Regions from separate parts of the Mus musculus genome. Here all the other regions are linked to region 1. The links are chromatin contacts, called in public promoter capture Hi-C maps. All regions are on one chromosome and are shown on one strand. Each heading gives the region's core, a stretch centred on a gene start, on an enhancer-like site or on the middle of the called end of the contact. The rest is flanking DNA. Distances are from core to core; before and after follow the strand shown. Region 1 holds the start of Hsph1 (heat shock 105kDa/110kDa protein 1). Region 2 holds the start of Pdap1 (PDGFA associated protein 1). Region 3 holds the start of Cpsf4 (cleavage and polyadenylation specific factor 4). Region 4 holds the start of Atp5j2 (ATP synthase, H+ transporting, mitochondrial F0 complex, subunit F2).

Region 1 (7,131 bases), core at 3,442-5,941:
GAGTCTACAGGGTAGGCATGCGCAATTGCCCATGTACTGAATTTTTTTTTTTTTAGTCATATTGGTTATGAAAGATAGCAATCCTTTTGTAAATTAGAAGGGGAGAAAAGCTTTAATAATATACTTTTCCCATGTCCTCATTGTTAGAGGATGTGATAAAGTCCCTTACTTAAAGCAGTGTTTTAAAGTTTTATGTATGTTTACATGGTTCAGGGTTTTTTTGTTGTTGTTGTTTGTTTTTGTTTTGTTTGTTTTTCGAGACAGGGTTTCTCTGTATATCCCTGGCTGTCCTGGAACTCACTCTGTAGATCAGGCTGGCCTCGAACTCAGAAATCCGCCTGCCTCTGCCTCCTGAGTGCTGGTATTAAAGGCACGCGACACCACACCCCGCTGGTGCTTCAGTTTTGTATGTATGTTTGTGTACCACATGTGTGAACCTGTGGAGGCCGGCGAGGCCATTGGGTCCCCTGGAACCGCAGTTACAAATGGCCATGAGTTGTCATGGTGGGTGCTGGTTTTCACTGCCGAAACATCTCTCCAACCCCAAAGCGCCCTATAGTTTTTGTTTGTTTGTTTGTTTGGTTTGGTTTGGGTTTTTTTTGTTTTTTGTTTTTTTTGGTTTTTCGAGACAGGGTTTCTCTGTATAGCCCTGGCTGTCCTGGAGCTCACTTTGTAGACCAGGCTGGCCTCGAACTCAGAAATCCGCCTGCTTCTGCCTCCCGAGTCCTGGCGCCCTGTAGTTTTATGCCTACCTTTTTTGTATGTCTCCGCGCCCCACGGTTTCTCCATTCATTCTAATATTTTTCACTGCTCATTATAATATAGCTGAAAGACAGAGAAGATTTTGGCAGAACAAGACTTATATATATAAGAAAACCAAATGGATAATCTCAGGTGATTGAGCACCGACACTGTGCAGAAACCATAGCCATTGTGCCTTTATTACCACCAGGTTTTGGGCTGGAGAGATGGCTCAGCGGTTAAGAGTGCTGACTGCTCTTCTGAAGTTCATGAGTTCAAATCCCAGCAACCACATGATGGCTCACAACCATCCGTAATGAGATCTGATGTCCTCTTCTGGGGTGTCTGAAGACAGCTACAGTACTTACCTATAATAAATAAATAAATCTAAAAAAAAAAAAAAAAAGACCAGGTTTTATGCTCCTCCACAACCCTCAGCACCTGCTACTGTGTTGAATTCAACCAACTCACCCAAACGTTGCAGGCCTTGTGCGCTCGCTTTTCCTGGTTATCTGCCTTTGTCCATCGCGCTCTTTCAAAGACACTGCTTATAGCTTTTTATATCTGCTGTGCAGGACTGCTGTGAGCGGCAGCTTTGTTTAGACTTTTCCTTTTTCTATGGTGCATTTTTACTTTATTGCTCTTTAGGAGCTGTTTCTAATTCTAGTTTGAGGGCTTTTCTTGTTCTCTAAAACAGAATAGAACGCAATAACTGTTATGGATAGCAGTGGAGATATATACATATGTTTCTATGCTTACCTCTGGGCCATACTTCTCGAATAAGGATTTGTTGGGGCTGTTTTTTTTAAATATATATATATATATATATATATATATATATATATACATGTATATATATATATATATATATGAATGTTCTGCTCACATCTACATATGTGCACTACTGTAAAGAGACTCTCACATGCTATCAATAAAAAAAGCCTATGGCCAATGAGCTGAGGCAGGCTTAGAAGGTGGGACATGGGGGCTGGGCGGGGGGGGGGGGGGGGAGGGGGCTGTGGGGGGGCGGGAGAGAACACAAGGTGGGAGGGAGACTGATTGAACTTAGACTCGTTTAAATGGGTTACATAAGTAACCAGCAAGTCAGGGAACAAGGCCCAAGCTTATAGTCTAAGCATTTATTAATAGTCTCAGAGTTCTTATTCTGGGAAACAAAGTAGCCAGGCAGAAAAGCTCACAGATATACACTACTGCATGTAGGGCCCATGAAAGCCAGAGAAGGGCACTGGATCCCCTAAACTGGAGTAACAGGTGTCTGTGCGCTGCCACGTGGGTGCTGGGAATGGAAACCCAGGCCCTCTGCAAGAGCAGCAAGTGCTCTTAAACCACTAAGCCATCAATCACTCCAGCAGGATTTGTTTGTATCAAATTTAGTTTCTGCCTAAAACTTCTAACACTGTGACAAAAGAAGCCTGGGACATTACCTGATAGAGATCAATGAGCACACAGCACAACAGAGTGAGGCTAACAGAGAACGACAAACACAGGGCTTCTTACGGCCTCTCGAGAATGAACTCACTCCACATAAGCAGATAGGGGAGCTGGTTAAAAACACAGAAGACAAGATAGCCACACATCCGAGCCTCCACAAGAGGCAAGGCTGCAGTTCTGTCCTTGGGCTTGAATGATCCTTCTTAAAAATCTACAGAACGCTCATTCACATAGGAGATGTCTTATTTACATCCAGTCCTTCCAAAACCCCAGAGAGGATGGGTGTTACTGACATTTTACAGGTTAGCTCAGCATTACACACATTAAGTACAATTACATGGTAATTACATGGTTAGTGTTTTGTGTAAGTTTTTGATCATTATAAAACCCCATGAGAGAGTACACAGGAAGGGCTGGTAATTACCAGTTTGCATAGCCCTCGAATTAATAAGAACAGGGAGAACACACACCCATGAAGTCCAAATTTGGGTGCTGTATTTTATATAATGCATATTAGCAATAAGTGCTAAGATTTGAACCTGACCTAAATCTGTCCAGGTCCACATCTCTCCGCAGTTTATTTATATAAACATATAAAGTATGGGAAGCAAATCAAATAATTTAGAGGTCATCTTTGTTTAAAAAAAAAAGCTATGATTCTAGTAATTTTTAAAAAGTTTTTGGCTGGAGAGATGGCTCAGTGGTTAAGAGCACCGATTGTTCTTCCGAAGGTCCTCAGTTCAAATCCCAACAACCACATGGGAAAAAAAAAAAAAAAAAAAAAAAAAAAACTAAAGGGAAAACTGGTCAACCTCATATTCTGCTGGGTGGTGGTGGCCCACGCCTTTAATCCCAGCACTTGGGAGGCAGAGGCAAGCAGATTTCTGAGTTCGAGGCCAGCCTGGTCTACAAAGTGAGTTCCAGGACAGCCAGGGTTACACAGAGAAACCCTGTCTCGAAAAAACCAAAAAAAAAAAAAAAAAAAAAAAGAGTTTTCATATACTTAAAAAAAAGCCGGGGTGGTGGAGGTTTCAGAGACACAAAATGAAAAGAATGCCAACAAACATATTTCAAATTTAAAAACGCAGCTGCTCTGGGATAGCGTTGGTTCTTCTCCCATTTTAAATAGTTATGCTAGCAGGTGAAATAACTTAAGTGGCAAGCCGATCAATCACCACGAATAAAACTTACTCTGCAATTTGTATAGAAAGCTCCCATTTAAGCAACCCCACTTGTCCTACGGGAAGAGGCATACTTCAGGAGTTAGTTTTTAACCCTGGGCCCCAACTCTTCATTCAATTACACACTTATTTAGCAGCGCACGTTTTAATTGTGCATATTTCCATATTCTAGAGGGTACACACGGGGTTTTCAGGCAAACTTTGACGTTTTTTTTAACGGTACATAAGAATTGAAAGCAGGAGCCAGCAGCATCCACCTCTGCTTTCTCTTCATGGAACCTAAGCTTACTTTCCAAGGAAAGAAAATGAAAGGTTAGATTAAACAAGGAATAAACCATACACCCATTTATTAAACCATATTATTAGCCATTACATTAAATCATAACCTTATGGTTAGGAGTGGCAGGGTTAAACAAAGTCGGCTTAAACTAGTATCCAAAATATGCAAAACCCTGTCGGCAAAACACCAGCAGCTTCCCAAATTGCATAGCAATCAAAAGTTTTCATTTAAGAAGAAGAAGAAGAAGAAGAAGAAGAAGAAGAAGAAGAAGAAGAAGAAGAAGAAGAAGAAGAAGAAGAAGAAGAAGAAGAAGAAAACCCTTCTGTGTTTTATTCTGCAACAATCTTGCCAGCGGACAAATGTCTACAAAATATAAACCGCGTTTGCGGCTTATCCTGACGCCCCTAAATCGCAATCCATTAGCTGTTGAAAAAACAAGCAAGAACGGAACACAGAACAAAGCATACACCAGAGAAAGAGCGCGAATCGGCAGCAGCCAGCTGGGCCTCTTTTTACTGAGCCCTTAAGACAAAGCAGGATCGTGGCACGCACCACGGGCTGGACTACATATCCTAGCATGCAAAGCACCGAGGCCTCACCACTGGACTGCGTTTCCCAGCATGCAAGGCGCTAGGGTCTCCCGGCCAGACTACGCTTCCCGACATGCTCTCTGCCAACAGCAAGTTCGTGACCGGAGAGGCCTGGGGTCCCGGAGTAGTGTGTTCTTTCTCCGTCCTTTCAATAGTTTTTCGGCGTCGGGAGCCGGACACTGCCACCGGAGTCACCACTTAAGCGACAGAAGTTCCCGACCGGTTATTCACTGGAGTCAACTGGAACGAAAACTGCCCCTCAGGCTGGGGAGGGCGGGATGGAGGCCGGGCAAGCTCGGTCAGTTTTAGCCAATGGCGCCCGAGCAGCTGCCCTGTCACCATGGCAACTCAGGCCGCCCGCGGAGGGACCAGCAGTCCATTGGGTAGAATCTTTCTCGAAGGCTCGAGAAGAAGGAAGCGGAAGTGGCACGTGGAGGCGCCGGTGAGTAAAATGCTGCAGATTCTGGAAAGTTCTCCTCAGTAGGCTACATAAGGCTGAGCGATTGGGACCTCCCCTTTTGGATTGGTAGCTGAGCGGCGGCGGCTGCGTGAGAGAGGCGGGCGGCGGAGAGCGGTGGCAGAGACTGAGCGCAGTCTTGCAGGGTAAGCCGGAGGCATCTTCCCGACTGGTCGGGAGCAGGACGAGCACGCAGCGGACCCGAGGCGGAGGCGGACCGGGCCAGCCATGTCGGTGGTTGGGCTAGACGTAGGCTCACAGAGCTGCTACATTGCGGTGGCGCGGGCCGGGGGCATCGAGACCATCGCCAACGAGTTCAGCGACCGCTGCACCCCGTAAGTAGGAGCCTGGGTGGCCGGGGAGGGCTGGAGCTCGCTGCTTCCCGAGGGAGATGGTGGGTCCGGGGATTCCGGGAACCGTGACACCCCGCGACCACCTGGTCCCGCTGGCCTTCCAGGCTCGCCCCCGACTCCCCACTCAGCTTCTTCAAGCTGGCACCGGCTCCCACCTCAGCTAGGATCTCGGCAGAGCCTGGGCAACAGAGCCTTTTCCTCCGCATGGTGAATCTCCAAATGACCTAGAAGGTTCCAGAGCCTGTGCGCCGCTGCTTGCCTAGGGAGCGAGCGGACTGTTGTTAGCGACCACAGAAACACGCTATGGTGGAGGAATCCTCCGTCTCTGCGTCTCATCTACTCCTGATTTGTTAATATTGCCCTAGTGCCCCAATCGCCTTTTGGAAGCGTCCTTTTTAAAGCTCATTGTGAAAAACGTCCGTGAGAGTTTCCAGACCCAGAGTTCGTTTATTTTAACACCATTTAGAGTAAGCAGTACAAATTTAACATTGTTGTTGCTTAACACACTGCTGTGCAAAAAATTCAGTGGGGAAGATGGATTTTTTTGCTTCGGAATTAAATATTCTGCAGCAACGTGGGTGGGTAAACGGAAGCATGGTAAAAAGCAACTTTTTGAGGGGGTTAGTTTCTGAAGGTTACATATTAGAGGCAGTTAGACCTGCGTGTGCCTTCACCGACAACAGCTGTATGCTTTTTAAGGCAATCATTATAGGGCTTTTTCCCCCCATGTGCAAAGTCCAAGATAATAAATGTTAAACATCGAACCCAAAGGTAAAATCATTCCGACCTTATTAGAGGAACATTTATGAGTGAATAGGAGGAAGAAAGCCTTGCTAGGAACTTACTTTCTAAGCATGGGCTCCCTCTCTCACAAAGCCATGGTGCTCTGTGATTCGGCAATTAGTAGGAAGGCTGCCAGTCCTTCTTGCCCCCATCCTGTATGCTAAGCGCTTCTTCCTCTCTCTGCCTAAAAAGAGACAAAAGGTGTGTAGAGGAGAACAGGGAGAGCTGCTTGGGTAGCTGTGTTGCTGACCAGAATTTTTGACTGAGGTGGTTTTTTTACCCTTGGCCAAACTATGCGGTTGAAAATGGAGTTGGCTACTGATTTCTATTACAGTTGTTTGGCATGGAAAATGAGACAATCCAGTCTTACAAGTGTCTAGTCCCTCTGAGCTCAGAATCACGGGGCGTGTAGATTGAACCTTACAAGAGTACCTGCTTAGAGCGGCTAGGTCCGAGCTGTTTTTGTTACAGCAAACTTGAATGTCCTCAGTAGAGTGCCAGTTTACTCATCTCGGTCACCCATGTAGGAGGAACTGAACCCAAATTAGATTTGGATTACTAACGCTCGCCCTGTGGATTACTCTCTAATCCAAAGCCTTACTCACCGCCTCCTCCACACTCTCCATCTTGTCTCTGTTCTGGTTCTATGTATCCCCTTTCCTCTGAGAAAGCTGTCTCTCTTCATCTTGTCAAAGCAGGTGCAGTGTGAAGGCTTGGCCTCTCCTTTTCCTCAGCGTTTGTACTCCAGTCAGCAGTAACTTTGTTTCTCTTATCATCTTTATTTGACCTTACAGAGAATCTTCCAGATGGCAACCTACCTCATCCATTTCCTTTAAACTCTACAGGCATATCATAGACCTCTTAGGGTTACATAAAAACTTTTAAAAATTCTAAAGCAGATGATATATCGGGACAGAAATAAGTGTGCAGTGAAATTTAGGATTGTAGGAGGCTGATGACAGGTAGAGTTCTGTTTACTTTTGGTTGTGCATAATGCCAAGTTCCCTATCCTTTGTGACCTGGTGACTCTGTATTAGCACCCCAGGTATTGGGAGAGGGCACTCAAGCTGCACACAGATTATCAGATATTCCTTATATGTGTGAACAGGGCTGATACTTGGGCTGAATTGTCAGAGGTGTGATTTTAAATAGAAATACCTGCCGCTGAAAACTGCGGGCTGTGCTTTACTTATGTGGGAATTTCCTCTTGTCACCTTAGAAACGGCCGCATGTGTGCTTTTTTTTGACGTGTGTGAGACGTTTGTTTTATATTACTTTTAGGTCAGTCATATCA
Region 2 (7,131 bases), core at 2,963-5,462, 4.5 Mb after region 1:
GGTATTCCAAAGATTGTTGTGAACAGACATTCAGGGGGAGCTGAAGAGAAGATTCAGTGGTTCTTACAGAGAACCCAGGTTCTATTCCTAGCACTCAGGTGGCAGCTCATAACTCACTCCAGTCCCAGGGAGCCAACATCCTTTTGGTCTTTCTAAATACTAGACACAAACAGCACACATGAGGCAAAACACTCAAGCCTATTTCTTAAAAAAAATTTCAGGGGGCCCATGGGATACATCAGTGGGTAGGGGTGCTTGCTCCCAAAGCAGACGAGAGTCTGATCCCTGGAACCAACAGGAGAGAACTGACTTCTCTAAGTTGTTCTCTACCCCTCCACACTAACTCTGTAGTACTACCCTGCCTAACACACATACAAATACCAATTTAAGTAGTCATACAGGAAGATGGCTTTTAAAGTTATCATCTTGCCAGATGAAATCACCTAAGGGAGCCCCACTTGAAGAGTGACCTAAGTCATATTGGCCTGATTGAGGTAGAAAGGCCAACTCTGAATATGGTCATCATTCAGACGCTGGAGGTGTAAGGCCAGAACTGGCTAAGGGTGAACAAAGCGAGTTGGCTGAACTTCTGTATTAAGCAAACAGCATGTGTTCATTGATCTCTCTCTCCTGAAGTTTGGTATCTCTCGTTTTATGTATGTATGTGCACTAGTGTACCTGTTGCCCATGCATGTCAGAAGATGTGTTGGCAAGAGCAGTAAGTGCTCTCAACCACTGAGCCATCTCTGCAGCTTGATTCTCTGCTTTTGACTGTGGAGGTGATGTACTTAGTGCAATGACAGACTGTAACCTGGAATTGTAAGCCAAATAAACCTTTCCTTCCCTGTGTTGCTTTTGGTCTGATGTTCTATCACAGGAACAGCAATCAAACTAGGACACCAAAGGCGAGCACATCCTTTGATAGAATTTCCAAGGACAAGTAGACTGTAAAGTAAAGGCTCCCAAAGCCCTGGGGCAAAGACCATGGGAGAAAGACTTTGTGAGTATGTGGCAGAGTTCTAGGCCAGCTAAAGCTAGAGTCTCAAAAAGAAAAAAGGGCATGGATAAAAAGACTTCACAATGGGGCTATTCCCAGCACTCCTGTCAGAGTGGCTTACAACTGCTTGTAACTCCAGCTTTAGGTGTTCTCACACCCTCTTCTGGCTTCCCCAGGCACCTGTGCTAGCATGCGTACATCTCCCAACCCCACCCCAAAGTAAAATAAAATCTAAAAACAAAAAAACCCCAACACACAGTGAGCTGGGCATTGTGGGAAACACCTCTTTAATCTTAGTGCTAGGGAGGCAGAGGCAAGGAGCTCTCCATGAGTTTGAGGCCAGCCGGTCTATACAGTGAGTTCCAGGATAGCCAGAACTATGTCTGCTGGAGACCCCGTTTCCAGCCAACACTAAAAGTAGCACAGACCCCCCGATCTTTCACAAATACACTAATAATGAAACAACAACAGACCTTTTTGGGGAGAGGTATGATAGCCTCATTAATGTTACTTTACTCTTCAGAACCTTCAAAACACTCTGAGCTGATAGAAAAAACATGACCAGTTTGCTACAAGCCTCTTCTCGGTGTTTTTTTCTTTCTTTCTTTCTATCCTTGGAGACGCTGAGCCTTGATACTGTCCAGCATACCCAGGCAGAAAGACCCCACTCACCTTCTCTCATCTTTTGATCTAGTTCATCCAACGTTGGTTCAATCAACTCCCAGCCATCTGGAGGTGCTTTCCGGCTTCTTTTGACCTTGGGCATTTCCCAGCAAGATAGCTTATAAAGATCTACAAGAAAATCAACTGCTTTCTGAGCCTCAGGTTGCCAAAGGGCTTTGACAGCCATTCCCCTGCTCCTCTAGATGTCAAGCTCAGAGAGTAAAATGTATGTTATGTCCTTAAGTAACCATGCATTGCCTCTGCCCCGTTTCAGACCCAAGCAGGTGTCTCCGTATCCTCCCCAGACTCTTCTCTGGGCATGAGCTGTTCCCCCACCCTCAACACACACACTCTACACCAGAGGAATAGGAACAGCAAAACAGCCCAAGAATAAAACACTTGAGGCCTTGCTTGAGATCTACTGGAAGGGATGGATCTATTGTTTATCTCATGCTATAAAAGCGTCTAGGGTAGAAAAGAGAAGCCAGAACTGTCAGAACTTCAGCCTCGGGAAGCTCACTTCAATCAGGAGCTCTGACTGACTGCTTCAGTTTCCTCACTCAGCTTCTGCGGGAGCTGTGAGTAACGGTCGATGGTGTCATCCCTACTTGGGACCGTTTACTCTTTTGCTTGGAAGCCGAATCTGAGATATCTCTATATTATATCCAGAACCCTATTGGGCGCTTCAGCTGGATGCCTTAAAGTGGCTTCCCTAACTGATTTCTGCTGGGTACTTTCTTATCTCTATCCTTCCTTCCCGAGTCTCTCTAGCTATTTTTTCCTTTGCTTTGGATTGCTGTCTACCACTCATGAGAAAAACATATGTCCATGGTAGATCATTCTCCAGAAGGCCCAGAACAGCTACTCAGCTTCCCTAGAAGGGAACTGTGACACACACGCATTCTCCAAGCATGTGTGAGGTGGGGCCAGAAGGATTGAGAGTTCAAGGCCAGTTTTGGGTATATGGTGAGCTTGTGCCCAATCTAGACTACATAAGACCCTGTCAAGAAATAAAGAAAAGAAAGGAAGAAAGAGGAAGGAAGACAGACAGTAAGAGGGAGAGAGAGAGAAATAGAGAAGGCAAGAGAGAAAGACAGAGAAAGGAAAGAAGGAAGGAAGGAAAGAAGGAATGCACAATACCTTTGGGTATTGAGAGTAATATAAAAAAAATTCTTGGTCTTCACAGTTACAAAGCTGTGTTCTTGTCCAGATTTACCAACTATTCTGTGACTCTGGGGGAGATCACTTTTCTTCTGCAGTCTTCTGTCTCATCTGTAGAATAAAAGCAGTAGATTACACACGTTAAATAGCCGCCAAAAATCTCTCTTTTTAGAACAACAAAGCAGGCCAGTCAAAATCTAAATAGAAACGCTGTTTTCTTCTTCTTCCGATTGCATAAAGCTTTCTAGCTGGCAAAGAGTAACCTATCAGCATAACAGACTCATCTGCTCAAAACTGTCTTTAGTCCCATCCACTGTATGGTGACTGACACTTTACAATCCCCTATTCCCACACCCCTTCTTAACAATTTAATAAATTAAGAATAAAACTCTTAAGACGTGGACTCAGGGTCACATTGCTGACAACCAGTGAGTCTAACAGATTAGAGGCTCCTGACTTCCCCATCAGTGGTCTTTGCTCTGGTTTTTCCAGCGCTTACGTTAAAAGATAGATTGACTCTGAGCCCTTCCCAGGGCGCACAGCCTGATTAGAGAATCACTTTCTCCTGACCTAGGAGGACTCAACCCGAGAGGCTCTCGGGGCCGGGGAGAGGTAAAACGAAGAGGCGATCGGATCAGGAGGAAAGAGGTGTTGTGTTGGGCTGTTTACAGACGTAGAAGAGCGGGAAAAGGGGTGAACAAGAGCGAAGTTACGGAAGGGACAGTGGCAGAAAACTCAAGAGCAGCATCTGAGAAAAAAAGCGGTGTTTAGACAGAAAACGGTCCCGGAAGAGAAAACGACGTGGGAAAAAAACACACACGCAGAGAGAGAAAGAGCGAGCCCCAAGTTTACCATCCCCTGTGCAAGTCATCGGAGACTCCAGCCTCTGCCGCATAAGCAGCTCACACAGCTCTCCTGCCCGTAACCATTGCCAAAGATACGGTACTCGAGAACCGAGCAGAGAAACACTCACCGGAAACTCAAGCACCTAAGGCCGCTGCTTCTTTATTGACGGCTTCCGCTCCGGCGACAAACTCTTCAGAATAAGGCCCTCGCGGGGCCCCGCCCACCTCGCGCGGAGATTGCGTCATCTTAGGTGTCCCTGGCGCTGCCTTTGTAGAATTCCGTAAACCGTACGGCCCTTTTCCTCTCACTTCCTGTAGGGGTGGCCCACACGGCTACGTGTCTCCTCGGACAGGGACACCGGGGAACGCGGATTCCTGGCAGTACATATTCTGGTCAGGAATTCAGGCACCTCCCAAGACAGCCCGGCCTCGGTGTGAGGTCCCAGATCCTCGCAGCCGTGGCGGCGGTGGCGGCGTCAGTGGCGCGCGGAGAGGGAACCAAGCCGGGCGGAAGAAGTCGATTCCAAGGAGTTTCCGGTTCCGGTGTCAGTTCGAGGCGCCGCCGCCGCCGCTGCAGCCGCCGGAGCCGAGATGCCTAAAGGAGGTGAGGGGGTGGGCGCGCGTGGTTCGCGTGGCTTCTCTAGTGGCGGCCGTAGGCGGGCTGCCGCGGACCCCTCAGCCCGCGGGTCTGGGGCCTCTAAGAGATCCGCGCTGAAGGAGGCCATCCCCGTCGCCTCCCAGCCATGCGTGGGCCTCGACGCTCAATTGTCCTGCCTGGGAAGCCGAGGACCACAGTGGTTGAGGGCCTCTCCGTCGGGGATTTTTGAGGAGACTCACGGGTGCTGGGTCCTTGTCCTTGAGGAGAGCAGGACCCAGGAGTCTCGGCCAAGCCTCCGGAGCATCTGAAGTTTGTCCTCCCATTTGGCTGGCCGGAGACTGAGTCACCGCGTCCCGCGCTGGTGCGGTGCCTGGCTGCCTCGAGCATAAAATGTGGCTTTTGTGGAGCTTTTGAGGAGCCACGCCTGCCTCATAATAAGACCTTGACTTGATGATGTGGGACCTGGCTCTGATTCTCTCCTTGCACCGTAGCCACTAAGGATGTGCTTCTGAGCCAGTCGCCTAACTTCTTTGTGTCCCGGTTTTGTCGTTTCCAAAAAGGGGGTTGGGGTGGGGGACATTGATTATATTTTCCTCCTGTTATGAGAGAGGCATAAACTAGGTAGCCCACGTACTCAGCCCAGTGCCCCGCAGCCCCTAAATGTTCAGCTATTACTGTGTGTAGAGACCAAGAAAACAAGTGTTTCCCATCGTACATTGGTTTCACCCCTTAGAATCAGGGGTTTGAATACCAGATATATCACATCTTAAGTCTGTGGCCTCAAACAAAACTTTTCCAGTTCGTTTTCTTCATCTGAACTACAGGGGTATTAATAAGGCTTAGTTGGATGAGTAGGAGACAGGCGGACAGGAGTTACGGTGGCAGAATAAATCGCTCTAAGGGCCTGGCTAGCTCCCAGCACAGAACAGATGTTCAGTAAATGTTGGCAGCTCACGTGTTAAGCCAGTTAATGCAGTGAGCCCACAGGAACATCTGCCTGGAGATTTTCAAGCTTAAATTGCTTCCTGTCAATATTCAGATATTAGGCTCTACAGGGCCAAGTGTGTCTAAATCTAGTTCTCTGCTGATTTATCCTGCGTCTAGAGGAGCACTGTCTTTGTTTCACAGTCTCATCTTTAAAAGGCAAAGGAACTTTTTTCAGCTCCTGACTCCAAGGTTGAGAATTACAGTTCGGCAGTCTTGAATATGAAATCATGGCTAATGGACTTAGTCTTGATTTCTGGGAAGCTTTGCAGGCAGATAAACAAAGCTTGTTTCCTTGCTTGGGCTAACATGAGAAAACAGTGATTAAAAACTATTTTAAAAAATCCCCCAGGAGCAAAGGACCAATTCTGTTTTCAGTATACTGTGAATTATTTTTTTAAAGCATCTTGAAAGAGCCTCAGTAAAACAAACAAACTAAGATCACGAAAGGGTGTTGCTTTTTTTGTTTGTTTGGCTGGTTGGTTGGTTGGTTTTTTGTTTTGTTTGTTTTTAATGGTAAAGCTTGGTATCTCACAATAGGCCTTTCATGAGCATACCTAGATACACCCCTGGGAACTCAGGTTGTCATTAAAAATGGGCGGTGTAGGCTGTTGGCAGCTCAATTACAGCTCTGCAGCTGCTGTCTAGGAAGTCACTGTGTCTCTGCAGTGGTCTCCGGAGCTTGCAACAGTTCTAGCTGTCTAATCATAGATTCTCTACTCATAGCAAGGGGTCTGCAGAAATCAAGAAAGGGCCTGTTTGGCAATAGAGGCCACAGTCACACCTGCATCGAGATGCCAAAGGCTTGCAACCCAGCTGTGAGACTAGCTTTAGCAGGGATTGGTCTAGTCGTCCGGCTAGCACATGAGGGTATGGCACTGATCCTCGTAGCTGAATTGTCTCTGACAGTCCTGATCAGTGTTAGACTGCTGTTGAGTCAGTCTATCTTTAATTTTGCCAGTTTAGTTGTTTTATGTGAGATTTGTATGTGTGTTTTGTTTTTTTGTCCATGTGTGTACAAGTGTACCATGCGTGCAGAGCCCACAGAGGTCGGGAGAGGGCTTTAGATCACCCAGGAACTGGAGTGATTCTGAGCTGCCCTGTAGGTGCTGGGAACCAACTAGGGCTATATGAAAGAACAGCAAACGTTCCTAACTGCTGAGCCGTTTCTCCAGCTCTATTTGCTAGTTTAATTCTGAATACAGAGTTTCTGTTGGTCGATGTAGCACCAAGATAAGCATGGAGTATGTCATTCTCCTGCTGCCACTGGCAGTTGTGTGCTCAGGAGCCATGCTGACTTAGGTTTTACTGCCAGCCAGTGTGTTAGCATTAACAGGTTAACAGACGCTGTGTGTTGCTCCTCCAATGCCAGGCACCATTCTGGTTGCTTTACCAATGGTGTCCACCCTACTTCCATGGCAGCCTTGTGGGGAAAAGGAAACTGGGGAAAAGGAGGCTCTGGGAAGGCACACACAGAGACACAGATGTAGGAAATGGTACAACTCAGATTGGAACCTAGAGCTTTAGACTCCCGAATTCTTCCTCTTTTACACATTGTTTGACGTTAAGTCTCCTCGTCTGTGGTACAAAGCCAGCAGTGGCTCTTGTGCTGTACCTTTGCTCTTTAGAACACTACTCCATATGTAGACCAGGCTGGCCTGGAACTCAAGAGATCCATAGCTTGCCAGCCTCTGTGGTCTCAAATGCTGGAATTAAAGATGCCCAGCTGTGTTTGGATTTTAAGCAAACAGGATTCAGTCAGACTGTATCTCCCTCTCCTCACCTTAGGTCTTGTTCTTAGGAACCTACATCGGGCAGTCTGTGCATCGGGTGTCATAAGCCGCTGCTTTTGTTCTTTGAGATCACTGTAGGTTTGGGTGGTA
Region 3 (7,131 bases), core at 3,223-5,722, 4.5 Mb after region 1:
AGGCAGGAGAGCTGAGCAAACGTGGGAATGAGACCAGGAGCCAATGAGAGAGAGAATGATGTCATGACCAGAGACCATGAGGTCAAGCTGTTCTCCACTCCGAGGTCTACTGCCTCAGCACTCTGCAGCACTGCACTGTGCAGGCCAAACTCACTGTTCCCAGTCCATCCATTCCAAGCACCCTTGCTCTGCACCTGCGCTTCCTGTTCAAGCACCTGACACACAAGGCCCCGCTCACAAACACCTACGAATCAATGGAGGGCTAGGCTCACATAGCCTCTGCTGAGGCCCCAGAAGAAAGACTTGGCCAGTCTTTGACTAGGAAGCTCACTAGCTTGCATACACTGAAATTAAAAAGTCTGTATTCAGCCCCTGGGCATGGCTACGTGTAATTCTGAGACCATGAGAAGCCCCTGAAAGCCTGTATGCCCTCCTCTCCACGGGAAGGAAAAGTAACAAAAGAAGGCAACCTTTAAGCCGGGCAGGCTCAGTCTGTGTTTAGGTTTTGGGTACCATAGTCCAACGTCCTCCTAGCCTATCTAAGCCATGGCTTCACTTAGGAACACTCATCTCAATATAATACAACTGAATGTAATACAGGCAGATACCCAGTGGCCTGGAAATCTGCTAGAGGGCCAAGTAGGGCCAGGGTGTAGCTGGAATTTCCAACTCCAATAAGCCCATGTAAAAAACACACAATCTAGTTACTATAATTATAAGCTATAAGCGTACATTGGGCAGATCTAATACCATACTAACTTACTCACCAGCTATAAGACCCTTGTTACTTGTGGTTTCTCTTGGCTACATGGCTCTGCTCCATCATGGCTTCCTCCTCCTCTTCTTCAGTCCTCTCTCCTTCCCTTCTCGTCCTCTTCTCCTTTCTACCTGCTCCCACTCTGAAACCTCCAGTCCCACCTTTCCGAACCTCCACTGCCCAACCACAGGCTCTAACCTTTATTGACCGAATAAAGAAAAAAAAACCTCACATAAAATCACCTAAATACATGATAGACTGCTCATCAAAAACAACCGTTCTTAAAGAAACAAAATTAACCTCAAAATACAAACAACACAGGGTACTTCAGGAAGGGTGTGAGGAAGTCAAGGGTCTCTTACCTTTGCCACAGGCGGCTTTCAAAAAGAATTCACAGACAGCAGCCCCCGACTCTGTAAAAGGAAAGAACCAGTCATCAACTAAAGCTAGGTACCAATGGAGGGGACTCTTAGGACCTTTAGTGCAGGATGTAGTGAGCTGGCAAAAACCACAAAGCCCATGCCTGCCATGGTGGGATATCCCAGTACTCAGAGGCAGACACAGGCAGAGCTCTGAGTTCTAGCCTAGCCAGGGCTACACATTTAGCTCCAGGCCAGTTAGGGCAACACAGTGAGACCTTGTCTCAAAGCAAAAGCCACTTGTTTCAGTCAGACTCGTGAAATGTGACTTCACTGTGGGACTAAACATCTCAAAACCTCCTGGAAGCCAAGAGCTTTCAAGACATTTAAGAATGGGTGGAGAGGCTGGGCAGTGGTGGTGCACGCCTTTAATCCCAGGACTCAGACTCGGGAGGCAGAGGCAGGCAGATTTCTGAGTTCGAGGCCAGCCTGGTCTACAAAGTGAGTTCCAGGACAGCCAAGGCTATACAGAGAAACCCTGTCTTGAAAAACAAAAAAAAAAAAAACAAAAACAAAAAAAAAAAAAAAAAAAAAAAAAAGAATGGGTGGAGAAGGTAAGAAGGAACACAAGATCAGAGAATAATTACCCCCAGCTCAGCCCTCCCATGGGGGTTAATTTACAAGTATATTAGTATGAGACAGAGAGAAGGAATGAATGGTCTCACAGGAAATAACTAAATCACTAGCTGAGCCTCTGAGCAGGGAAGATGACAGAGCAGGCAGGGGCCTCTTTAGACATTAGCCTAGTGGAAGAATATAATGGAAGATCAAGCAGGCCAGCCCTTAATATGTGACACCTACATAGAATTACATAGGTGCAAGGCCATTCATCCTCACAAACACAGCCAACTCTGGGAGGGCAGCACATCTACAGAGCCAGCATGTGGCAGCAGTCAGCAAGTCCAGAAACTCACCAGAACAAGTCTTGGATTCATAAATAGTTTTCACTGATGTATCAGCGTGGATTTTCAGAAAACAGTAAACTTAAAAAACAAAAACCAGCCAGGCAGTGGTGGTACACGCCTTTAATTCCGGCACTTGGGAGACAGAGGCAGGCGGATTTCTGAGTTCGAGGCCAGCCTGGTCTACAGAGTGAGTTCCAGGACAGCCAGGCCTACACAGAGAAACCCTGTCTCAAAAAAAAAAAAAAAAAAAAAGAAGAAATAAAAGAAAACAACCAAACCAAAACAACAAACCAAAATAAAACAAAAACCAGAAACACCATTTCCTTCTGTCTTCTTTTTTTTTCTTTTTCCCCAGAGGCAGGGTTTCTCTGTGTAACAGCCCTGGCTATTCTAGAACTTGCTTTGTAGACCAGCTTGGCCTCAGTTTCAGAGATCTGCCTGTCCCTCCATCCTGAGTGCTGGGATTAAAGGCAAGAGCCATCACTGAGTGGCTGCAATGGAAGGTGCCTCAGCACGCACTTCTTGTTTGTGGTTGTGTTGGGTATGTCAAGGCCCAGCAAGGCACCTACCAAATCTGGACCTGAGCTTCGGAGGTACCCATGCTATGCACATCCCTGGCTCTCCTAGGGAGACTTTGGCTACTTTGTGGGTTCTTTTATCTTCCACCCTTCTAGTCCCCTAACACTAGATAGGTGAGAAAAAAAGGATGGAAGGGAGAGAGGGGGTGATGTCATTGTTAGACTGCTCCCGGATGATTAGGGAGCAAGTTTGGTCTTTGCTGTCAGGGTATCTAATTTCTTGTTGTTCCTTTTTTGTGCACAACTACTTAACAACTCTCAACCAACCAACAACCCACATTCTTGGGGCCCTAGCATTTATATACCCTCTTAAGAGTCCTCCGAATTCCAAATGCCACACAATGGCAAAAACTATCTGCCATTGGCAGTATCACACTCCTGCTAAGGAATGAGGCAAATCATAGTCAGCTGCTATGGAAAATCTGAAGCAGCCCCAGATCCCATATCTGGGATTAAAATAAAAATATATTCCTATTTCTGTAGTTTTCTGGGTTCTGGATTTTGTTTGTTTGTTTTTGTTTTTTTCCCTTCAAGACAGGGTTTCTCTGTGTAGTCCTGGCTGTCCTGGAACTCACTCTGTAGACCAGGCTGGCCTTGAACTCAGAAATCCACCTGCCTCTGCCTCCTAAGAGCCATGATTAAAGGCGTGCGCCACCACTGCCCGGCTATTTCTGTGTTTTTTAAAGAAACCCAAATCTTTACTTCAAGTGCACACTTGCCTCCACAGGTTTGTGGATCTATTGCCCCACACAAATGTTCCATGGTCTCAAGGCAGTGCCATCAAATTGAGTAAAAACCTAGTGCTTAAAAGGCTAGCCTGATCTATAGAGTGAGTTTCAGGACAGCCAGGGCTATACAGAGAAACTCTGTCTCGAAAAACAACAACAACAAAGAGTAGACATATGTGCAAGGACGACCTGGCCAAAGAGGACAGTTCTGTCTGAATTGAAGCAGCTCCCCCAAACGGAAGATATATCCCACCAGAACAGGAAAACCATCTCATCACATGAAGAGGGACAGTAAATATAGCTCGGTCTAAAGGTTCGCTGGGGGCCTGAGTTGGGACAGGTGACCCGGAGGTGGGGTAGTGAGGAAAACGGACAATTCCAGGACAGGGAAGGATTTCCCAGGAGCTAGACTAAAGCAAGCCTGGAATATGAGGGTCTACTTGGAGTCTTCGACAGTCAGATACACTCAGACTCTTCTACCGCCTAGTTCTGATGAAAGTAGAGAGGAGCACGCTAAGAGGTGGAAATGGGGGACATTCTAAGACTTTGCTGAAGTTGGAGCAGGATGGGAGAAGGCAGTTCCACTTCAGGATGACACGCGTTCACTGGAGAATTACGCGAACAACCGACACAGTCCTGCTGTCCCGAGGATTGCCACGGAGCAGTCCCCGGGGATCAAGGATCCAAGGAAAGGTCTCCCCGAGTTCAAGTGACACCGGGAAGTCCCAGGACGGAAGCGGAGGAACTAGGCGAGGGTCCCGGGTTCCAGGGCCCAGGGCTGGGGTAACCTCTGGTCAGAATCAGACTCGCCCACCCACCCGCCGGGCCCCGCACTCACTATCCATGCCGGGGAAGGGCAGCGGCTGCGCCCCGAGCTGCTGCTCCACGGCGATCTCCAAGTCGAACTTGATGTGATCTACGCTGGCGATTATTTCCTGCATGGCGGCGGCGGCGGCCTCGGGCCCAGCTCCCCCTCAGGTCTCTCAGCCGCTCTCCGCAACTCACGCTACCTCTCCCCGTCCCCTTCTCGCTTGCCGCCACCGCCGCCGCCGCAGCCGCCGCCCCGCGAGGGATGCCGGGAGCGCTGGAGCCCGCGCCGGCCCTTTTTTCCCATCCAGACTCAGCCAACGGAGCTCAGAGTCCGGCCACTCCTTCAGGCCTGACTAGCCGCCGACCGATCGCCTGTTTCTTTCGGTTCTGTATCTTACACAAGAGGCGGCGACGCAAGTGCGCCTGCGCGGGATCTCCGTAGTCTGTGCTGAGGGCAGGAACGCTGTCTCTGGAGCCGCGGTCCCTCGACTCTGAGGACGTCTCACTAGGGGCTCGCCGCTTAGAACGCTCAGAGTGAGTTTCTGTTCAACCCTCATAGGAAACCCGGAAGCCGGGTGGAAATTGGACCTGAGGGACTTTGTCCAAGCTCAGATGCGAAAACGGAGGATCTAAAGGCCTGGGGAGAGGAAGCAAGGGGCGACCTAGGGTCCCAGGTCTCTCTGTGGGTGTAGCTCTAATGCAGACGTTTAAAAGTCGGGTAAGGGGGCAGGAGGTGTGGCTCAGTTGGTAAAGTGCTTGCCCCACCACCGCATAAGCCGGTAGTGTTAGTACAGACTTGTAATCCCACTAACTGGCAAGTGGAGGCAGAAGGGTCAGAAGCTCAAGACCAGACTGCATTACATGAGACCCTGGAGAGCGAGTCAACCTAGTAGAGCTAAGCCTCAAAATACCGTCATACCTCTTTTCCCTGTTATTATGTCTTGTTTTTGTTGTTGTTTGTTTGTTTTGTTTTTTTATTAAAGGGCTTCAAAGTAAGCAGGCCCAGCACAGCCTAATAAAAATAGAATGCGAGGGTGAGAGGGTGTAGCTCTGTGAGAGGGAGCATGTGCATATATGTGCCTTCCACACCACTCGAGTGCAGATTAGGGAAAAGCTTGTACCACAAGTCCTTCCAAGTATGTTCAGGAATCAAGCTCAGGTCACCGAGCTCTGCAGTAAGCACCTTTATCTGCTGAGACCCTCTTGAGCCTCTTGTTGTTGTTGTCGAGACTGGGGATCTCTAGGTAGCCCTGAGTAGCGTGGACTCACAGTTGTAGACCAGACTGGCATTGAACTCATAGAAATTCTCCTGCCTCTGTCTCCCTGGTGCAGGGCCTAAAGGCATGGCCCATCACGACTTACTCTTACTTTTTAAAGACAATCTCATGAAGCCCAGGCTGGTCTTGAAGTTGACATTATAGCTGAGGGTGACCCTGAATTTCTGACTCTTTTCTACCCAGCTGAGATAGTAAGTTTGACTGATCTCCCACTCCCCACCCTGCACAGAGCCAGGTCTTCCTAACTCAGAGCCTACCCTCTGAGTAAACTTGTCTCTCTTTTCTGACTCTTTTTAAAAAAGATTTGTTTGTTTATTTATTTATTTATTTAATGTATGTGAGTACACTATAGTTGTACAGATGGCTGTGAGCCTTCATGTGGTTGTTGGGAATTGAAATTTTTTAGGACCTCTGCTCGCTCTGGTAGGCCCTGCTTGCACCAGTAGGCCCCCTCACTCCAGCCCAAAGATTTATTTATTATTATATGTAAGTACACTGTCGCTGACTTTAGATGTACCAGAAGAGGGGGTCAGATCTCATTATGGGTGAGCCACCATGTGGTTGCTGGGATTTGAACTCAGGACCTTCGGAGAGCACGCTGAGCCATCTCGCCAGCCCTTCCTTTCTGACTTTTTATATGGCGTCTGATGCGGTTTCCTTATTTTTCTTGATTTCAGGCTGCAGGGGCTCGAGGCAGCCAGCGATGGACCTCCTAAGACTCTCCCGGCTCTTTTCCGGTCCCCGCCCCATAGGACTGTCTGTCCTTCAACACCTGGATCTTGTTGGATCAACCCGATGGACAGGAGGCAGGGAGGGACCTGCACGGCTGAGAGCTGCCTTCTGCGGCTCCTCCTCCCCGCTGCCCCTGGGCAGCGGGAACCAGAAGGAAATGAGCAGCCTCTGCTCTGACTCCAGTAAGCTCAGCACTGTGGCTCCCCAGGAGGAGGCAGAGGAAGAGAGCTTCGGGAGCCTCTCTGGCAAATTCTCCTCCCGGAGGATATTCCACAAGTCAACGGCCCAGCTCTACAACCTGCAGCTCAAGGAACAGGGTGGTGAGGAGGAAGAACTGGAGCCCAGACCGTGGCGGGGCCGGAGGAACACTCAGTACTGGTACTTCTTTCAGTGCAAACGTCTGATCAAGGAAGGAAAGGTCTGAGAGTGTGCTGTGATTTCATCTTGTGTCCCTGGCCCTTTAAGAATTCTTAGCTGGGAGAACCCTATGACCTTCAGTGTTGGATGCCCCTTGGATTTCTGGGAACGGGATAGGAAATGTATATAAAGCCGGGGGTGGGGACTAGCAGAGTGAGAAGGCAGTTAGTGAAGACACTGTCAGACAGTGGAGCCAGGAGGAGCTGAGCTGAGCTGAGCTGAGCTGAGCTGAGCTGAGCTGAGCTGAGCTGAGCTGAGCTGAGCAGATAGGCTAGCACAGTTGCTATGGCTTGGAGCTGCTAGCATTGGGGAAACTACTGGGAAGGGAATGTTTAAGCAGACTGTTGGGGAACTGAGGGAGGAAGAGGCTGGGCTGGAAACTGAGCGGAGGGCAGGCAGGGAGTTAAGAGAACTGGTAAACAGGTAGGCATTTTACATGAGAACCTTGGGGTTTTCCTTCTGCTGGGTTGGCATTTTATGTGGGGCAGTGCAGCCTTCTCAGCTGTTG
Region 4 (7,131 bases), core at 2,869-5,368, 4.4 Mb after region 1:
CTATCAGTGCCAAGAGTGTGGGAAACGCTTTAGTCAGAGCGCTGCCCTCGTTAAGCACCAGCGGACACACACAGGTGAGAAGCCATATGCATGCCCAGAATGCGGGGAGTGCTTCAGGCAGAGCTCACATCTGAGTCGGCATCAGAGAACCCATGCCAGTGAGAAGTACTATAAATGTGAGGAGTGTGGGGAGATCGTTCATGTTTCCAGCCTGTTCAGACATCAGAGACTACACAGAGGGGAGAGACCATACAAGTGTGGAGACTGTGAGAAGAGCTTCAGACAGCGCTCAGACCTCTTCAAGCACCAGAGAACCCACACAGGAGAGAAGCCCTATGCGTGTGTCGTCTGCGGGAGAAGATTCAGTCAGAGCGCCACCCTCATTAAACACCAGAGAACTCACACAGGAGAAAAACCGTATAAATGTTTTCAATGTGGTGAAAGATTTAGACAGAGTACACACCTTGTCCGACACCAAAGAATCCATCAAAATTCAGTCTCCTAGCTTCCATGTGTCTCTGCGTGACTCACGTGGCTTTTGTTGTTGCTACTGTTGAGAAAAGGTCTCACTGTGTAGCCCTGGCTATCTGGCAGTAGCTATGTGGACCAGGCTGGCCACAAACTCAAGAGGTCATCCTGCCTCTGGCTTTACCTCCTGTATGTTGAGATTAAAGGTGCCCACCACCTTCCCCAACATGACTTTTGTTGTGATTGTTCAGTTGTTTCTTTGTCTCGAGGGTGCATTGTCGTTTGGGACATCTCAGTCACTTACAGATTTCCTTAGGCCTCACACACACAAGACAGTAGGTCTCGTTTGAACCTTTCTGTTTGGTTGGTTTTTGAGACAGGATCTCATTATGTCTCACAGGACAACTTGAAGGAGTTGGTTTCCTTCTAACTACCTGTAGGTACCAGGGATGACCTCAGGTCATTATGCTTGGCATCATTGTCTTTACCCACTGAGATATCTCACTGGCCCAATTATGTTTTCAAGTTTTATATATACACACACACAAACTGCAGAGGAGGGAGAAGGAATATAGGGAACTTTCCAAAGATGAATGGGGCCATGTTTGAGATGTCTAATGATAAGGGTTAAAGGGCAGGGTCGATGGCTCAGCAGTTAAGGTGACAAATACCCCGAGTTTGAGCCCCAGAAACACCATACCCATCTATAGCTATAATCTTTTTCTGAGGTCTCTCATGAGACAGAAGGAAGTGGTCCAGGAGGACATCCTTGGGGTCTTCAAAAGGAGAAGACTGAGTACTGAAGCACTTGAATCCTATGGCGTCAGGCGTAAGGGGGTGGTTCAGAGCATAATGGTGTTTGCTACCGAGTCCGACAACCTGAATTCCATCCCCAAGACCAACATGGTAAAGGGAAGAACTGATACTCAAAAGGTTTCCTCTAACCTCATACATGCTATGCCACATACATGCCTCACCCCCACACTAAATCTTTTTTAAAATGCCCAAGACCTGGGACATGATTCCACTTTGCTTTGAAGCCGTATTATTGGAGTTATCCCTAGTGCTGAAAGATTCCACTGTGTGTACCAAGATAATGCAGTGGAGCCCCAGGCCTTGACCATACATGTGCTTCTAGGACCTCCAGAAATGCTCAGGAGAGCTTTATAGCTCAGTGCTAAAACCTTTGCCTCCCATGCACAAGGCCCTAAGTCCAATGACTCCAACATCTCAACAAAACAAAATGAAAATTGTTTTGTGACCTTTTGTTTCAGACAAAGACTCTTTAGCCTGGGCTGGTTTCAAACTCACAGTGATCCTCTTGCCTAAGGCTTTCAAGTCCTGGGATTGTTGCAGTGTGCCACTCTATCCAGCTTTCCCATGAGACTAAACATGCAAGTGGCTGGAAGGTGGCCTATAATTGTATTAGTGACAACTCTAAGCATAATGGATTCATCCTTTCATGAACACAAAGCAGTAGATAAATGGGACCCTTGAATGAGACTCCTCTCTTGCTTCCCCTCTGCCCCAAGACAGAGTCTGGGTAGCCCTGGCTGGCGTGGAACTCGTCCTGTAGACCAGGCTGATCTTGAGGGGAGGTCCACCTGCCTCTGTCTCCCGAGTGCTGGGGTCAAAGGCCTGTGACACCCACTGCCTCCTTCTCTCTTGCTCATTAAAATCTTGAAAAGTCAAAAGCATTCAGAGCTGAACTCTTGATACTGGCTCTACACTCAACTCTAAATACAGGCAGACTCAAGCATTCTGAGGCGAAGCAGGGTTTGGTGGTAAACACCTGTAATCCTAGCACTTGGGAACTTGACATAAGAAATGTTGGGCTGGTGTAGATCTTTGGTCCAAGATAGAATCACTTAAGACACTAAGATGATGACCCATGTGGGACCACCCAGCCCCTTCAGGGAAATGGTAACTGAGCCGACTACAGCCCCCTTCTATACTAATAGCTAGAGTGCCCTGCTCCCCTTCCAAAAACCCAGAAATGAGCACAACTTGGACTATAGGAGGATTTCTGGTGGTTAGATAAAAGCCACCATTCCTTAGGAACGGTAAAAAGAATTGTGACTATTCCACAGTGAATAGCAGGTAAAAGGAATCGGGAAGCCCAGTTTTCTGTCAAAAGGAGTCATTTTCCTTACCTTTGGCATTTACCAGCATATCAAAATGCATGCTGGCCTCCAGTCTCTCAATATCACAAATACCCATTACACACAGCAAAGGCCATGTTATAGCATTCTGGCTCTTTTCATCTTCTCTATGCTTCTCCCTTTAGCTCCTGGACTCCCCCCACCCCTCCAGCGAATCATTCTTATAAGCCTGCTATTCTCACTCCCACCCTACCCCATGCTCTCACTCTTAGATTGCTCTGACCATGTCCAGTCAGATGCCCATGTTAAGTCTACTTCTCTCTGCTCTTCCAGATGCCTCTGGCTGTTCCCTCTCACTCATATTTACAATAAACATCCCCTCTCCTGGGGGCTGGAGAGATGACTCAGTGGTTAAGAGCACCGACTACTCTTCCAAAAGTCCTGAGTTCAAATCCCAGCAACCACATGGTGGCTCACAACCACATGTAATGAGATCTGACGCCCTCTTCTGGCGCATCTGAAGACAGCTACAGTGTACTTACGTATAATAAATAAATAAATCTTTAAAAAAAAATCCCCTTTCCTTATGGGGGCTGGAGAGATGGCTCATCTGTTAAGAGCACTATCTGCTCTTTCAGAGGACCCAGGTTTCATTACCACAAATCACATAGGAATTCACTACTGTCTTTCTAACTTCAGCTCCAGGGGATCCAATGACCTCTTTTGACTTCAGTGGGCCCTGCATGCATGTGGTACACAGACATATATGTAGGCAAAACACCCATGTACATAAAAATAATTTTAAAAACCTTCACCTTAATTATACCATGGAGTGGTTATGTCAGTTTATACAGGCAGTGCACACATATAATTCCCATACATGAGTTGTCACTGCTAAAAGTTTCAGGCCAACCCAAAACATATACTGATTTCCAGGCTAGACTAACTCTGTTATTGCATACAGTCTTGCTGTATTTCAGGCCCAAATTTGGGAATTAATGGCAAGATAATGCCTGTAGCTATATAGTAGTCTGACTTTGGCGCTAACATGGCTTAAATCTAATACTTCTGATTTTGGGTCAAAAAAACTACCTTTACGAGCTTTAGAAAATACCCATTTAAGCAGGTGTCAGCTGTGGAGGCGTGTTTGCAATCATCATGGAAACCACTTAAGCATGTGGAGTGGAACTTCAGAGGGATTTGGGGGTCAGAGCAGTGAATAGCAAGTAAAAGGGACTGGGGAGGGTTAAAACAAATGTTCCTATTCAAGGCTTCTCTGCTTTTCTTTCTTTTCAGCATTGGGAATGGAACCAGAGCCTTAAGCACTCCGGGACTGAGCCACACCCCTAAGCCTCTCATTCCTCATGAGAGATCCAAAAGTAGAAGGCAAAAAGTCAAAAGGTCCCTTTTCTCTTTTGTCCTTTGCTTCCGCCTGGGATAGGTCTCAAAATGCTCTACCTAAGTGGTGATCTACTTCCCATGAGCCTCTGCTTCCCGCTCCGGCAGGGGTGCGTGCGCCCTTCCCAGCAGCCTTTGCGCGCGGCTGGAGTTCTGCGGACACCAGGACTTCAAGATGGCGTCACTCGGTGAGTACTCGGCCCTTTCCTGGCCTTGGGGTTGGAAGCCCGATTTGGGCACAGGCTCCAGGGCCACAGTGGGGTGAGAAGGAACCGCGGGAACTCTTGCTCTTCACCCGGGGCTTCACTGAAGCCTCCCCGGAAGCGCGCTGGACACTTACTATAAGGTCCTGTGCTCCCGCCCTCCTCCCTCCACTCTGCAGCGGATTTCTGCTGTGCATCGCCTGGCCTGGCGGTGGAAGACCCAGTCAGCACGGAGAGGCTTCTGGGGGCCTGCACATGCGTTGCCCGGAACCATTTGTCTGTCCTTCCGCGGAGGACTAAGCTGCTGCTTTTTCTTCCTGCGCGACTTGACACAGGCAGGGTCACTTGAACCTTTACGCTGGGCAGCGCTTGGACCTCCCTGGAGATGAGGCTTTCAGATTACGGTCCAGGACCAGCGAATGCCTAGAATGGTTCCCGACACCACATTATGTTACATACGTGTCGACTGAATACGCCTACTGGGGTGAAGTGACCTGTTCAAGGTCACCAGTCCTGAGAGAGCCTCGCTGGGATTCAGACCTAGGTTGGCGGGTCTCATGATAAATGAGATTACCTTTCAGAAATGTCCTTGTGACAGACAAGCAGATGTTCCCTTAACACGTACGAGTCAATCTCCACACACATTCATTGCGCACTGTTGGGATTACACATTATTGTTGTTTTTGTTATTATGTGTCCCACACGTGTCTAGGTATGGTCATGGGAATGCTGGAGCTTGTGTCCAGGTTCGAGGACAACTCCGAGGAACTCCAGTAGCCAGGCTAGCCATTTCACAGTTGTCTACCTCCTCCTTTTGAGACAGGGTTTCACCATGTAGCCCAGATTGGTCATGAACTTGCTGCCACAGTCGTGATGTATTAGCGTCTATCTCTGAGTGCTAGGATTACAGGCCTATGCTACTGTACTTAGCTTGTTACAGTGTTCTTTATCTCAGCCTGGGAAGGTGAAGGGGGGGGTGTCTAAAAACGGGGTGTGAAGGAGCTGAGCCTTTTTGATTTGGTTTGGTACTTGGTTTTGCAAGATAGGATTTCTTTGTGTAGCTCCAGCTGTAATGGAACTCATCTGTGGATCCACCTGCTTCTGTCTCCCCAGTACTGGGCTTAAAGGTGTAGGTCACTGCCACCTGGGGCATTAGCAGCTATTTTATCTGTAAAATGGTAGGAGATGGTTAGTGAACACAGCTTTCAGAAGAGACAACGGGAAGAGCATTAATGACACTGCTCAAGAGGCTGAAGAAGCACAATTGTCAGCCTGGGCCTTCCTCTCCAAAAAAAAAGTTGAAAAAATAGAAGTTTTGGATCCCAACCCCTACAGGATTTCTCTGCCACTCTGGCTATCCTTGAACTTGAACTCCACCTGCCTCTGCCTTCCCAATTGCTAGGGTTGAAGGTGTGTGCCGCCACTGCCACAACCACCACCCCTATCACTTTTTCTTGTTTTTTTTAAAGACAAGGTCTCCCTAAATAGCTGTGGCTATCCTGAAATTCACTAGATAGATCAGGCTTGTCTGGAACTCATAAAAGTCTCTCTGCTTCTGCCTCCTAAGTGCTGGGGTTAAAGGCATGCGCCATCATACCCAGCTTAAAGTTTGCAATCTTATTTAAGTAGAGGGTTAGTGTGAAGAGACCTTTGAAGGAAAGACTAAAGAGTTTAGTACACTTCGCCAGCTGGGGGTTGATATTGTACCCCTGTCACCCTAGCAGTGGGAAAGCTGAAACAAGAAGATTATCCATGAGTTTAAGGCTAGCCGGTACTGTATAGCAATACCCTATCTCAAAAAAACCAAACCAACAAACAAAAAGATGACTCAGTTCAAGAAAGATACTGGGCGGGGCTGGGGAGGGGTGGAGTAGTCGGGTTGCGGCTCAGTTGGTGGAGTGCTTGCCCCACAGGCACAAAGTCCTGGGTTCCATCCTCAGCACCACATAAAGCTGGTAACTCCAGCACTTGGAAGGTAGCAGGATCCGCCATGCCAAAGACATCCATTGACATACAGCAGCAGGTTTGAGCCCAGCATGAGCTACATAAGATCCTGTCTTAAAAAAAAAAAAAAAAAAAAAAAAAAAAAAGGCGAGCATGGTGGCACATGAGTATGTATGTTCATGAGTGTGTGTCTGTCTCTCTCGAGTGTGCGCGTGCATGTGCACATGTGCAGAAGAGCCACGGGGACTGTATGGAGGTCAGAAAACAACTTTGCAGGCTCTGCACATACTTTTAATCCCAGTTCTCAGGGGGCGAAGGCAGGGAGATCCCTGAGTTCAAGCTCAGCCTGGTCTACATAGTTCCAGGACAGCCGGAGCTATAGAGAGAGACCTTGTCTCAGAAAACAAAGATAAGTGAGAAAGTGGCCACCCCACAATGAAGGGTTCTGTTGGTGTGAACTGGGCATCTGGTTTTCCCTTGGGGTATGTGAGTGAGGTCGGTTCGCACAATCTGATTCTGCGTAACTCTAGTGAAGGATCTGGAGGTCACGCCTCCTAAGTATTGATGGGTTTTTAACAGTTACCAGTAGCACATACGATTTGGAAGCTTTGGGAGTGGAGGTGTTGTCTGGGGCTGGAGAGAGGGCTCGGTGAGTGGAGATGACACAAGGTTGGTTCCCAGCTCCCACATGGTGGTTCATATTCATCTGAAACCCTAGTTCCAGGGCATCTGATGCCCTCTTCTGACCTGTGTACACTAAGCATGAGTATGGTGCGTATCCATACATGCAGGCAAAATACCCATGTACATATAATAAAAATATTAAAATTTTTAAATGATGTATTTTTATTTGATGTGCGTTGGCATTTTGCCTGCATGTATGTTTATATGAGGGTGTCATATTCCCTGGAATAAAGTTACAGATAGTTGTAAGCTGCCATGTGGGTGCTGGGAATTGAACCTGGATCCTCTGGAAGAATAGTCAGTGCTCTTAACTGCTGAGCCATCTCTCCAAC

What was found. Promoter capture Hi-C pulls out the DNA fragments that hold promoters and counts their contacts.
Region 2: a contact with region 1 is called in a promoter capture Hi-C map of pre-B cells. The contact joins the promoter of Pdap1 here to the promoter of Hsph1 in region 1. A contact is called at or near these places in 2 of 39 promoter capture datasets (cranial neural crest and pre-B cells).
Region 3: a contact with region 1 is called in a promoter capture Hi-C map of the HPC-7 cell line. The contact joins the promoter of Cpsf4 here to the promoter of Hsph1 in region 1. A contact is called at or near these places in 4 of 39 promoter capture datasets (the HPC-7 cell line, cranial neural crest, neutrophils and 1 more).
Region 4: a promoter capture Hi-C map of pre-B cells shows a contact between it and region 1. The contact joins the promoter of Atp5j2 here to the promoter of Hsph1 in region 1. A contact is called at or near these places in 2 of 39 promoter capture datasets (cranial neural crest and pre-B cells).

Annotation. Positions count from the first base shown.
Region 1 is chr5:149,633,875-149,641,005 of GRCm38.p6, reverse strand. Hsph1 (heat shock 105kDa/110kDa protein 1) reads left to right here and starts at 4,691. Exons shown (of 18, transcript NM_013559.2): 1 at 4,691-5,036; 2 at 7,119-7,131. The coding sequence starts at 4,930. It overlaps Gm45954 (a long non-coding RNA gene), which reads right to left and starts at 1,534. Exons shown (of 3, transcript XR_001785032.1): 1 at 1,213-1,534; 2 at 1,110-1,128; 3 at 660-825.
Region 2 is chr5:145,137,106-145,144,236 of GRCm38.p6, reverse strand. It overlaps Pdap1 (PDGFA associated protein 1), which reads left to right and starts at 4,212. Exons shown (of 6, transcript NM_001033313.4): 1 at 4,212-4,270. The coding sequence starts at 4,258. It overlaps Bud31 (BUD31 homolog), which reads right to left and starts at 3,861. Exons shown (of 6, transcript NM_001310771.1): 1 at 3,795-3,861; 2 at 2,801-2,932; 3 at 1,670-1,789. The coding sequence starts at 1,763.
Region 3 is chr5:145,164,554-145,171,684 of GRCm38.p6, reverse strand. Cpsf4 (cleavage and polyadenylation specific factor 4) reads right to left here and starts at 4,472. Exons shown (of 8, transcript NM_001291248.1): 1 at 4,226-4,472; 2 at 1,120-1,170. The coding sequence starts at 4,328. Ptcd1 (pentatricopeptide repeat domain 1) reads left to right here and starts at 4,581. Exons shown (of 9, transcript NM_133735.2): 1 at 4,581-4,731; 2 at 6,152-6,624. The coding sequence starts at 6,178.
Region 4 is chr5:145,188,528-145,195,658 of GRCm38.p6, reverse strand. It overlaps Atp5j2 (ATP synthase, H+ transporting, mitochondrial F0 complex, subunit F2), which reads left to right and starts at 4,118. Exons shown (of 4, transcript NM_020582.3): 1 at 4,118-4,156. The coding sequence starts at 4,144. It overlaps Zkscan14 (zinc finger with KRAB and SCAN domains 14), which reads left to right. Exons shown (of 3, transcript NM_023322.2): 3 at 1-713. The coding sequence ends at 505.